2 separate regions of the Anas platyrhynchos genome follow, and region 1 is linked to region 2. Evidence: chromatin contacts called from public Hi-C data. All regions are on one chromosome and are shown on one strand. Each heading gives the region's core, a stretch centred on a gene start, on an enhancer-like site or on the middle of the called end of the contact. The rest is flanking DNA. Distances are from core to core; before and after follow the strand shown.

The links. Hi-C and Micro-C count contacts between places; a contact is called where the count stands out from the background.
Region 1: a Hi-C map of liver shows a contact between it and region 2, with 2.3 times the contacts expected there. The contact joins two enhancer-like sites. A contact is called at or near these places in 2 of 8 Hi-C or Micro-C datasets (liver and subcutaneous adipose tissue).

What each region holds. Positions count from the first base shown.
Region 1 is chr7:28,881,153-28,884,741 of IASCAAS_PekinDuck_T2T, forward strand. PCBP3 (poly(rC) binding protein 3) reads right to left here. Exons shown (of 15, transcript XM_072041159.1): 14 at 677-729. Among named protein-coding and RNA genes, the nearest start is that of COL6A1, 16 kb to the left of the region's middle. Within about 2 kb of position 1,404, at least 1 of the 8 cell types and tissues checked has an H3K27ac peak or open chromatin away from gene starts, as enhancers often do.
Region 2 is chr7:28,682,254-28,685,924 of IASCAAS_PekinDuck_T2T, forward strand. All of the region lies in intron 4 of ADARB1 (adenosine deaminase RNA specific B1), which reads left to right. Among named protein-coding and RNA genes, the nearest start is that of ADARB1, 46 kb to the left of the region's middle. Within about 2 kb of position 1,603, at least 1 of the 8 cell types and tissues checked has an H3K27ac peak or open chromatin away from gene starts, as enhancers often do.

The DNA.
Region 1 (3,589 bases), core at 154-2,653, 200 kb after region 2:
GCCGTGTCTCCACTCGCCCTGCTCCTGGTTTGGGCACAGGCTGGCCATCAACCCGTGGAGACCACAAGGCCACTCCAGAAGCGAGACCTTGGGTCCGGATGCTGTCTGCCAGGGCTCTGCATCCCACCTCCTCCCATCTAAGCACCCCGAGCAGCCTCTCTCTGTGACCATGGCATCTCCAGCCTCCTTCTGACAAAAGTCTGAGTCCGATATCCACCTCGCCGCAATGCCTCCGCTTGCAGGACCCAGCTGCTGACTGCCACCAGAACCCAAACGCCACGTGCTGCCTTTCGGAAGGACAGATCCGAAACAGCTCAGACCTGCCAGTGGTGTATCGGGCCGTTATACTGGGGCTGGCTTGGGAGCTCCCTCCGCTGCTGATCGCTGTCAAGTGGGCATCTTTCGTGAGCACTAAGTTCACTTGGGAAGGAAAACGGAGCACTGAGGAGGATTCCCCCTAGGAAAGCCACCAAGAGGGTAGAGACCAGCAGGTGCTTCGTGACCCCAGACAACCAGACTGAGGAGCTGCACAAAAGGCATGAGTGAACCCGGTGAAGGGGTATCTCTAAATGTATTTAACGAGCTCATACATTTGTAGAGTACATATATATAGGTATAGGTATATATATGTGCATACACATAGACACACAGGCGGAGGAATCGCCACTGTACTTACATCATTGGGAATGGTGAGTTCATGAGTACTGGCCGGGGGACTGGCATCCAGACCTGGGCATATGCAAGGGAAAATGGTTACAGCTTGCAGCAGCAGCGCAGCAGCGGGTTGCTGGCACTTCCCCGCAGCAGTCGACATTGCAAAGGCTGCATCCTGCTCCGGGGCCGGGAGGGGAAGGGGATCACACACTCTGGTACAAGGAGGAGGGAGACGGTTGCTACCTGCCTCATCTGGAGTGGGCTGCCACCTTCCCCTGTGCCCCTCGACCCTCGGTCCCCAGGTGAGACTGGCTCTGGGGAGGTCTGCGCAGCACAAGGCTGCAGCCTCCCCCGGAGGGCTGGCGGGGGTGGGAGAAGGAAGAAACCCTGTAGGCAGGGTTTCCATGCGCCCACCAGCCCTCCCTGGGTACATCGTCCTTAGGAAAGCAGCCCAGCAGCCAAAATGCTGAGCTGAAGCCAGAGCTTGCTAAGACACACACGCTGACTGGACTTGGGACCGACGGTCCCTCTTGGAGCAAACAACATGCTGGTGAAGAGCCTGCTTCCCTACAAAACCACGTGGAAGCACACTGCCAGCAGCAAGGAGTGAATGCAGCGGGGTGTTTCTTCCCAGCTTCTCCCTCCTTCATGGTGGGAAAGGCTGCAGACCATCAGGCACATGCAGCTCCACGTGAGAGCACGGCACAGCACTCCTAGCCGGGTTTAAGCCTGCTTTTCCCACTGGTTTCCATATTAAATCACCTCATTGCTCAAGTAGGGACATCCTATTCCAAATCTGTAGGACAGAAGCTGCCTGGTAGCTAACAGGAATTTGCAGCCTCTGCAGAAAAACCTTATCTGTATAACGTAAACTACCAAGAAAAACCTTATCTGTGTAACATAAACTTTTAAGAGCAATGTGCACTAGAGTCCAAAAGACTGCAATGTGTGTTCGAGCAAAGAGAGGAGGAATAAAGGGAGTGCAGGGGAAAAAAAAAAAGCAGCAGGAGACAGGAACTGCTGTGCTGCTGTGGAACAACTCAGCTGCACTGAGCCCTTGTTCACAAAAGCCCCAAGGGGCTTGTGAACCCCTGGGAGCACCAAGCATCTACTGCAAGCCACCGCTGGGTTTTGCGGTCTGTGCTTCCCTCTGCACTACACAAGAGGGGCTCCGATCAGTTCTGAGAGCAACAACAGCCTTGGGTTTGACACCCAGTGGGTGCAAACCGATGCCTGCCTGGGTACTGGACCTGCCCCAGAGGGTGTCTGCTGACGGATGTGTGTTCCCGAGCACTGCGCCTCGGCATGCAGGCAGCACGCTGGACCCCTCGCGGGAGGTCTCTTGGACCCATTTCTTGTCAGGAACACAAGGAAAAGCAGGGGATGGGGACACAAACCCAGCCCTACCTGCCGTGCTGGCACCAAAGCCTGCACAAAATATCTCCTGCCCGCATTTCACGCAGCAGGCAGTGCTCAGTGCTGGCTGCAGAGCACAGGGCACAGGAAGGGGCACTTCACCAGCGCCTCATCCTCCAACCAGTTCCCAAGCCACAGCCTGGAAAAACTCCTTCCCCCTGCTCCCTGGAGCTCTCCACGGATGTTCAGTGTCCTCCACGCATGTGCTGTCACCTCCACACCTATTTCCCACCCCAGCCCCCCCACTGCCTCTCCCAGCTGCATTTTGGGGCATCGCATCACCCCCTGCATCACCACAGCCGTAACATCCTTCTCCGTTACTGGGGGATTGCTCATTTTGGGATACTGGGATTCTCCCCTCTGACATGCACATCTAACCCCTCTGGATGCAACATGGGGAATCACCGTGTTCGGCCAGGTCAGGATTAATGCCATGGGTGATTGCAAGGGGTAAAGTAGGGCACACAGAGAACAAGGCTGCGCAGAGACAACAAGAAATCTGTTTTTGCTACCACCTGGTGGGGTCTATTTCCATGGTCTACGCTTGCTTTCCCGGTTGGGCGATGCCCCCAGATGCTTTCGAGGCAGGCAGGAAGCGCACCCCGGCACGTTCGGGAGGTCTGGCTCCCCTCGCTCACGAGCCTGCAGGTCTCTGGATCATCCCCCTGAGCAACAGCGGGGTATAAAAGCATGTTCAGCACATACGGATGAATGTGCAGCTGCCAGGGACATTTGAAATGGAAATTTTTCCAAGATTACGGCCATGCTTCGTCTCCTTGGGGTCCTGTTCCACTAAAAATGCAGCTCTCCTTGAACGGCTGAGAGACAGCTAAAATGTTATTTCCATTCCCACAAGCATTTTTTCTACTGTTTCTGGGCGAGGTTTATGCAAAATTAAATGGAAGAATAAGGGCGGTGACCCTGATGTCTTTCCATTACGGAGATGGCAGCCATAGACAAACATCAAAACCCAGGTAAGGAACTAGAGGTGCTTTTCTTCGGGCGTGCTGCACGGAGGGAGATGGCAGGCATGGTGCTGCCTGGTCTCTACCTGCCCACCAGAAAGCATGCTCACTTCTCCACAAACAAGACGATTTATCCAGGAGCACAACAACGGCACAGTCCTACTTCAGAAGTACTTTTCAACAGCCGCCTACTGATTTCCCTGTAGCTTTGTGTTTTACCTGATGATTGGCCCATCAGATTTTGAGCTTCTTCGGAGGAATGTAAGGGCAGCTTTTCTCCTGAAGAGCAAAGAAGAAACAGATTTAATGCTTTTGCCTTCGAGGAGATAAGCAATGTCACTTCATCTAGGAAGCTCAAAATATGATGAACATTTACTGTCAGAAAAGGCATTTCCATTCGGCACCTTGACCACTGAGCAAACGAAGGCGCTTTCAGCATCGCCATCCCCTATGCTCTATCTGCTTCCTAGCTGACCACGGGACGCAGCGCAGGATTTGCAGGCCAGGCTGGTGAGCCACGCCAGCTCTGGCTGTCCTCCTGTCACTGCATCGCC
Region 2 (3,671 bases), core at 353-2,852:
TATTCTAATGAGAGTTTTGAGGCTTTGACCTTTGCCATCGCAAAAACATTGTTTTAAAGTTCATTCAAATTACTCTATGTCTGATTCAATATCATTCTATAATCTGGGGTTGAAGAGTATATATAAACGTGATTATTATACATACGTTGTTTCCTCTAGTTGCATGGACAAAATGCATTATTTAGAAATTCCTATATGCTGTCTCTTTATTTTTCATGATTCTTGGATTATTTATGAATGTTTCATGCTTTTTCAAATCTAGAATTATGCTATTTCAGGTCTTTATGATTTCTTCAGTAGGTTCAGCTATTTCACTATTTTAAAATAGTGCTTTTAAAGGTGGATTTGGCACCAGACGCCAAAAAATTCACTGTTTTTTACATGTTACTAGTTCCTGAATCAGTAAAATGATGAAAATGGGAACTACAATATGAAGTAGAAAAGAATAAGAATTATTCTTGCCCTGAATAATTTTTCAGGGCGACTTCTGGTAAGTTTCGTTCTGAGGTGGGGAAAGTAGAATCATTATATTCTCTCCCAGTTCACACTTTTATCATTCTAAGGGGGTAAAGTTGTTTTTCTGCCCAGAAGATCAATGCATAACAACTTACACAGCCTTTTTAAGGGACTTCAATGGACCACTGGACGGTGATGGGTACTTCTGGTCTCCTTGCTTTGTGAGATTTTGACCTGCATTCTCAGTTCTGTGAACCTATTTGTTGTCCCAGAGTGCCACCCCGTAAGTGGACTCTTGCTGTAGTTATGCTGTGCAAGGTGTGGAGAAACTATGTGGTCAATTCTGGGCATTTGAGCTCAAGGTACAGTTTTAAATATATTTTTTTAAAAGGCAACACATGCAAACAACTTTTTTTCCCTCCAGCACTCCAAAACTGACCTTGATGCCCATATTGTCTACAACAAAGCGTACTTTAGGGCCAGCTTGCATTTTACCTTTCTAACAGATGTGCATAAAAGGCTACTCCAGTGTGGAAGAGAACCCAGTGTTTGTAGGGGTAATTCAGCATACTACACCATGTGGGGAAGGGGCAGGTTGCTGGTACTGTCTCATGTAGATCCTATTTAAAGTCAGCTATCGATTTTGAGTCTTTTGGTCAGTTTGTAATCAGGACATCCATTTTTCTTTCTGCACTTTGCTGTGTTTTATTACCCTGCTTTTATAGTTATAATTAGCTATCAAGTTATTGGAATTGATCTATTACATCATGGTCTATTATAAGTGATTTTGTTTTGGTACATTTTAGTGAGTAATCAGAGATTTAAGCATTTGTGATGTTTGGTTGTGCTTTTGTTTTATTCCTTTTTTTTTTTTTTTAACTCTTGAGTTCTTAAACAGTTGTTTTTAAATGGTTTTAAATGAATATGTGTAAATATATTAAGTCTGGAGATAACCCTAAAGTGGGTGAAGTCACAAACATTGGAGAGTACAGGAGTGATGCAAACGAGGTTGAGATTTGTAACAACTCATAGACCAAGCAACATAGTGATTTTATTTGGAAAAATTGCAAACTGGAAACATGCAAGGGGAGAAAAATTCCAAGCACTGAAAGCTCAGTGGAAGGAATGAGAGTACAATGTAGCTCTGCCAATGCAGATGTTGGAATTGCTGCCTGGGCGGCAGGTTCCAAATGCGTCCTCAGCTCAGAGCTGCGTGGTGAAAAGCAGTGTGTTGCCTCATCTCTTGAGGTGCCATTACCTTCTGGATCTGGTAGGCAGCAGGCAGAACTCTAAGGTGTCTGCAGCTAACGTGTTAATTTGTGATGCCTTGCAAGAAAAACTGTTAGAGCGGAAAGAATTGAGAGGAGTGAAAAGATGATTGCTGCTCTGGGTGGTGATGGGGAGTTTTGGGTGAAGTACATGTCAAAAGTTGTTTACCTTGAGGTAGAAGCAAGTACACTGGAGGGAATGAAATGTGGGAATACACATCTAAGCTATCAAATGATAGAGAAGGACTGTTGGTATCAGAGATCAGCTTATTAAATAGATATGGGTATAATCATTTGGCCACTACAGTGGGTTATCAAGGTCCTGTGGTTTAATACATTTAAAATCAGTCTGTGCAAAGCAAGTTTATCTGCTTGTTCACAGCTTGACCTTTTGTGAAAGATGAAGCACTGCTGCCTGTGGTGAGGAAAATCTCTTTGCTGGGAAAGCGACTTAAACCCAGCAAGTCAGCATGTGCCTCAGAGCAGGTGAAGGTGCACCGATGAAAATCAGGCCTTGTGTGTTTATTACTCTGTGTATTAAAATGGGAGAAATCGTCAGTCCAGCGGGGTAGGGACGTGCCTCTCCAAAACAAAGAAAATATGTTTATGGGTAGCTACATTCTGTAAATTGATAGCCATCCTCATTTTATCTCCCATGCCAAGTCCAACAGGATATCCGGTATTGTACAGTAATCCACAGCATGTACCAAGGGCTCTAAAATGTGTCCTTGAAGTTTTATTTTCTGTGGAAGACAACTACGTGTTTCAACATGCTTAGGTTAAGATCATTAAAACATTTAAAGTGCCTACTTTGTCATAGGTCTAAAGATTTGGTAGGTAGCTATAGTTGTTGAGATCTGGAGAAGACAGAGAAATGTGAACAGTATTTTAAAATAACTTTGGAAGACAAGTGGGTCACCTGTTTATAGATGAAGTGTGGAAGCTGATAGAAACAAGTTTTTGAAAACTATTATTGTGAAGCCCAAATCCGATTACAGGGGAAAGCAGCATTGCTGAGCACTGAACTTTGCCTCTTGTTTTTGGAGGTGGTCTCAGTGGACTGAGCTTGCCGTGATGGCCTCCTTGGTGCAGAGCCCTTTCTCTTGGCTAGGCTTCCTCCACGGCTTCCCAGGCCCTTGCCTGACTTTATTTCTGAGACATCCTCCACCATAGGTGTATGTTGCCTGTCTCCCTTGTAACCTTTAGTAATCTCACTGCAATAGAGAGGCCACTGTTTGGCCCTCTCTTCTCCCTTCTCCTCTCTCTGTCCTTCCTTCACTTTTCTCCTTTTTATAAAACTGGATTCAGAATATATCCATGTTAATTTCAGAAGCCATTAAAAAGGGTCAGTGAGGAAGAAGTTTCTTTTTTTTTTTTTTAATTCAGGAGACTAGTAGCACACAAATCTTATTGTGAAGTTGAGAAAATTGTAGGGTTAACCCTAGAAAGCTCATGCGTTACCTACTGCTGTTACCTTCAGTGGTTGTAATTCTCACTCCTTCTGTGAGACTATTTTAGAGTATTCACCAACTATAATAATAATAAGCATGTTCAGTGTCTAGGAAGTGTATGTAAAGCTACGATTGCCTAATACGAGCTTCTTCAGAACTTTAAAGAATCTTCTCTATCCCTCAGTCTACAAATAAGTATCTTAACATCCAGAGGCCAACTTCATCAAGGCTCCCTTAGCCTTCATTTAAAGGAGAAAGGAAAATGTTTCCCCCCATGCGGGACTGACGTTTTTTTTATCTCTGCTGTAGCACCTGTCTGTACTTGGTTTTGCCCAGATACGAGCTATAGTAGGGGTAGCAGTGGTGCACGGTGTTGTGGTGCTCTGCTTCCCATCCCCTCCACTGTGCTGCAGCGACCACCAGCCCCGTGATGGGACCAGCACTGAGCCTTCGTGCTGCTGCCCAAAGCCAGGTGCTGAAATAAGCACAGGGAGGC